Linked DNA regions of Mus musculus: region 2 is linked to region 1. A link is a contact called in public promoter capture Hi-C data. All regions are on one chromosome and are shown on one strand. Each heading gives the region's core, a stretch centred on a gene start, on an enhancer-like site or on the middle of the called end of the contact. The rest is flanking DNA. Distances are from core to core; before and after follow the strand shown. Region 1 holds the start of Cyp2j9 (cytochrome P450, family 2, subfamily j, polypeptide 9). Region 2 holds the start of Kank4os (KN motif and ankyrin repeat domains 4, opposite strand).

What was found. Promoter capture Hi-C pulls out the DNA fragments that hold promoters and counts their contacts.
Region 2: a contact with region 1 is called in a promoter capture Hi-C map of liver, with 2.3 times the contacts expected there. The contact joins the promoter of Kank4os here to the promoter of Cyp2j9 in region 1. A contact is called at or near these places in 1 of 39 promoter capture datasets (liver) and 1 of 115 datasets of contacts at active chromatin or transcription factors (astrocytes).

What each region holds. Positions count from the first base shown.
Region 1 is chr4:96,590,222-96,592,746 of GRCm38.p6, reverse strand. Cyp2j9 (cytochrome P450, family 2, subfamily j, polypeptide 9) reads left to right here and starts at 1,262. Exons shown (of 9, transcript NM_028979.2): 1 at 1,262-1,611. The coding sequence starts at 1,402.
Region 2 is chr4:98,792,508-98,795,032 of GRCm38.p6, reverse strand. Kank4os (KN motif and ankyrin repeat domains 4, opposite strand) reads right to left here and starts at 1,265. Exons shown (of 3, transcript NR_040437.1): 1 at 1,151-1,265. All of the region lies in intron 1 of Kank4 (KN motif and ankyrin repeat domains 4), which reads left to right.

The DNA of each region.
Region 1 (2,525 bases), core at 13-2,512:
GAAAAAAATCAAAAGAGGATTGAAAGAATACAAACAAGCTAAGCTTTGTTAAGTTTCTCTTCTTATTCCTCTGTCTCCCTCTTAAGATCTTGGAGAGTTAGAAACTTCAATTTATCTTTTTTAATCAATAAAAAGTTTGTAAGCAGACTGTATATCTATATGTTTAGTGCCTATGCATGTCTAGCCTGATATGTGGCTTAAGGGTCTCCTATATGTGGCACAGGGTGGAAAGTTCCATGCTGGAGACCAAATGTGCTTGGAGATTCTCATGGAAGAGCCGAGAGAGAACAAGCTGGAGATCTTTATGGAAAATGAAACAAACCAGATGCAGAAAGGCGAAGACAGCTTGTTTTCTGCGGTACTAGCCTAGATTAAACTGTGTTTGAGTAAATGGGGTCAGGGTCTGGGACTAGAAATGGAACCATGGAAGGAAAGGAGCAAATCTTTAGGAAGGTACACTGCCAAAATGCAGAAGGGGATAATCTGGGGAAGAGCAGGACCTACAACAGTAGTGTAGGGAATGAGTGGAAAGTGCCAAATATATGCATAAATATTTGTGAAAAAACATGGACATGAAAGTGCCCGTTAATCAAATTCACTAAATTATATACTAACCCTAAAAGTTAATAGGGAGGGAGGGAGAGTGCAAAGTGATGATGGAAAGGCTTCTTAGCATGGTCAAGGGCTGCGGTGTTCAGTTCTCTAACACTACAAAAGGGGGTAGGGGAGAATCAAGACCAGGGTGTTCTTTCTGTGAAGAATCTGTGGATTCACTTAATTCACTGTGAATAGCACTCAAAGCTGGTGAGCTCTTATAAAGAGGCCAGAGCGCTCCCTGGCGTGCAGCCCAGAAACATGGGCTGATACTGTTCCTGTTTCAGAAAATTGCAATCAGTGGTGAAAGGTTGTTTATAAAACGGGAGATCAGATGCACATGATACTCTCTGGGTTGCATGCAAATCACAAGCCTAGAACCAGAGAAATACTTTGTTTATGAGCAAGGTTCTTAGCTAGTCCATACATGCTCAAGTGGCTTCCCCACCCCCAAAGGAATAGTCTCCAAAGGCTAAGACTTGGAACTTGGAGAGGGGCGTGACGGAGAGTCTTGAGGCGGGGCCAAGGGGATGTTTGGGTCCTTAGGAAGACTGGGTAAAAGTGAAAGAGCTCTGGAGACAAAGCTCTGTTAAGACTTAGGGAAGCAGATAAACAAGGCGGGCCAAAGTTGCTGAAGTGAATAGAGCAGGGAGGAGGAGTCTGCAGGCGACAGATTGGAGGGGCCCTGTAGCGATTTGGGGGTTTAAACCACAGGCCTGGTTCATTCTGGGAACTACAGGCAGTGTCCTTGGGGAACTGCCTCAGTTCAGATTCTCATTCCTCCAAGAGCCTGCTCTGATATCAGCCATGCTTGCGGCAGCCGGCTCCCTAGTGGCTGCCATTTGGGCTGCGCTCCATCTCCGGATTTTGCTGCTGTCTGCTGTCACCTTTCTGTTCCTGGCTGATTTCCTCAAAAACCGTCGCCCCAAGAACTACCCGCCAGGGCCAATGCGCCTTCCTTTCGTGGGTTGCTTGTTCCATTTGGACCCCAAGCAGCCCCACCTATCCCTTCAGCAGGTAGGAAGAGGCAACACTGCCTGGCTGCATCCTGAAACTGTATATTGCCATCAGGAACTCGAGGATGTAGCCGAAGGCTGTTGCTGACAGCCCACTAACCCAGAGATAAGGTCTTACAGGTTACAAACAGTTGTAGATTTTCTTGATATCTGTCGATGAAAGATTCCCAGAGTGATTTTATGGCCAGAAAACTTACTGTCTCTGATTTTAAAGTCTTTTAAGTATGTCAAGGTAGATTTGATGACGTAATAATTTATCCTCATAAACACGTTATGTTGGAGTAAGAAATAGGATGTCCCAGATGTTGGTTACACTACCTATCCAGTTTTGTTTTGTTTTGTTTTGAAAGTGTGTTCTCCTCTTGACCTGTGTACATATCAGTTCTCTGATTTGTCTTATTGAGCCTAGTTTGGTCCTTTTGCATCTTTGATGACTGCTCACCTACTGACTTTATCTAATCCAGAGAAAGATGCACTGAAGTTTCCAGCTCCACTAAAAGTCTGCCTGTTTTCCCACTGAGTTGTTGTAGCTCTCCCGCTTGTCCTGGAAAAATGGTTATGAGTACATAGTACCTGTATAGGACTGGAAGGTCTTTCTGCTCTATGACCCTCTTCCCACGTGATATTTCTTATCTACAGTAATTTTCTCTGTTTAGATAGTGAATACTCTGCCATGTGTGACCATCCCTGTCACTTTCCAGTATTTGTGAAGATTGGCTATGTCTGATTATTTATTGCTAATTTGAGGATTTAAACCCATATTTTTCCTTCTGTTCTCCCACCCATTTTTTTTTTAAATTCTGAGTTCTCTGTGTGTTTTTTAGACACTTTCCAAATACTTGCCTCTCTATTCCTCTTTGCTCTTTTCTTATATCTCCTGGATATCCTTGTATCATCCTCCCAGCAGCTGCTCAG
Region 2 (2,525 bases), core at 16-2,515, 2.2 Mb before region 1:
GGTCTACTGAGTCCACTCACTCCCATGTTCCACCGGGGATGGGAATGGTAATAAAGGGTTAAAGTGGAAGAGGAAAATAAAGTGGTAATAAAGCTAATACTCAAGAGAGTGATCAACACAGATTCCCAACAATGATTTTATGAGTAACAGAAGTTTTTAAAAAAAAAAGTCTCATATCCAAGTGTTATAGCGGGTGAGGGTCATAGTTGCGAACTTTTAACCCTTCCTAGCAAGCTTGCAGGAGAGGAGTTCCTAAAAGGGTGTCCTGCAGGAGGATGGCATTCCACTGGCCTCCCAGAGCCACTCCCCAGGAGTCTGTCCTCAAGGGCACTGACTTTCAGGCCTTGCTGTCCCTGATACTGCTTGGCTGGGTCCTAAGTGAAGCCAACCTTGGAGACTCGGGGTTCCTAAGGAGGGAGTCCTGGGCATAGGACAGGAGTTCACAAAGTCCTGACTCCCTGGGAAAAGCACAAATGTCTTCTGCACTAATAACAAACGTCCTCTTTGAGACTGGCAGGAATTCCAGACCGTGCCCTGAGTTCTGAAGTACTGTTTGGAGGTGGCGGAGGTCACTCTTCTCTGCAGAATAGACAATGTTCTTAGCACCCTTGCAACAGACATTTTTTTTTCTTCTGTTTTTCTAGGACAGACAGGGTTTCTCTGTGTAGCCCTGGCTGTCCTAGAACTCACTGTCGATCAGGCTAGCTCAAACACAGAGAAAGCCTGCCTCTCTAACTGCTGGGATTAAAGGCATACACCAGCGCTGCCCTGCCAATTTTTCTTTATTAATGCCAATACTTAATTGATTCACATGTTTTGTTCCTAATTCCTTATGCCGATAAAATCATATTACTGTGTTACTTACTTTAAGAATCAGAATTTGGGTTCTCTTTAGTGCTATCTTGGAAACTCTTACCCTTGGCCACGGGACTAGGTCTTTGCTCTGAGAATTATAGATTTTAGAAGTAGGGTGTGTAGAAATAATTTTAATCGCTTTCTTCTTCCCCAGGCCTGGTTCCCAGAATGAGGACTCTGAGGCTACATATGTATTATTAAATGCCTAGGCCATAAGCTTTGGCTCATTCCTTGACAAGCTCACAACTTACTTAACCCATTGAATTTAGTCTACGTCTACCATGTGGTTAGTTACCTCTCCTTCAGTTCCGGCCCGCTTCTTCTTTCACTTCTCAGAATCTCCCTGCTGGTTTACATCTGTCTCTTCAGTCTGTCTTCTTGGTCCATCTCCTGTCTGTCCCTCTCCTTTTATCCTCTCACTATATCCCAGAATCCTTTCTCTTCCTGCCAGTGTCCCGCCTCCGACTTCCTGCCTCAGCTCATTGGCCATCGGCGTTTTTATTGACAGGTGATGCTTAGATTGTCTTTCCGTGGTATTCCCAGGTTCTTCTTTAAGAGCCTGGGAATTTGAGAATGGTGACACATGTCTCACATGTCTATGTTACCAGCACTTGGGAGGAAGACTAGGTATTCCATTCATCCTTGGGTGCATAGCAACTTTGACGTCAGCCTGGGCTGCATGAGACCCGGTCCAAAACAAAACAGGAGCGTAAATACTACAGGTGACACACATGAGCAAGAGAAAGCTTAGTTCTTGTTGTCAAGGAGCTTCTAGTCCACCAAGAGAGATCCAATAATAGTACAAGGACAAAAAAGCAAAAAGGAGAGAGAGAGAGAGAGAGAGAGAGAGAGAGAGAGAGAGAGAGAGAGAGACCCGTGCATACACGATATCTCTGTTCTTCAGCCTTGTCTGGTCTGAAGCTCTGATTCTCCTCCCAAATGCTGGCTTTTATGTATGTGCCACTAGGCCCGGTTGCATATGTCTTTATCCTGCTATCTAAGGCAAGTTGATTAGTGGCACTGTCGGGTGCCTAGTACTTCCTTCTGACTGGTTTATTTTATTTTTTAAGATTTATTTTACTTAGATGAACACGTATCTGTGTGAATACACCGCTGTTTGGAGAGGTGTGGGTGTGTGGAGGCGTGCAGGCATGTGTGCAAAGGAGAGTGCTTTGGACCCCTTGGAGCTGGAGTTAGAGACAGAGCTGAAGTTAAGGTGAGGCTGAAGTTACAAGCATCTGCACAGCTCTCGGTTATCTCAGCGTCATGGCTGCTCAGCAAGTGCTCTTAAACACAGAGACATCTAGTATTTGATTTCTTTTCTTAAAAAATACTTAAATTGTGTGTGTGTGTGTGTGTGTGTGTGTGTGTGTGTGTGTGTGTATGGTGGTGGTGGTGAGAGAGGACAACTTGTGGGAGTTGGCTCTTTCTTTCCACTGCATGGTGATAGAAATGGAACAGTTTGTCAGGTTTGACAGCTGGCACCTTTACCCATTAAGCCATCTAAAGGCCTCCAGCCAGCAGGATTTGTATATTTATCAAGCAGTTGTAAACTCAGGGAAATGACCATGTTTACCTCAGCTTACCCGTTTACCATTTCCTCATAGTATATACAGTGCATTATTGTACCGCAGAACCTCTAACTGTAACTGTGCACCCTTGAAGGACCT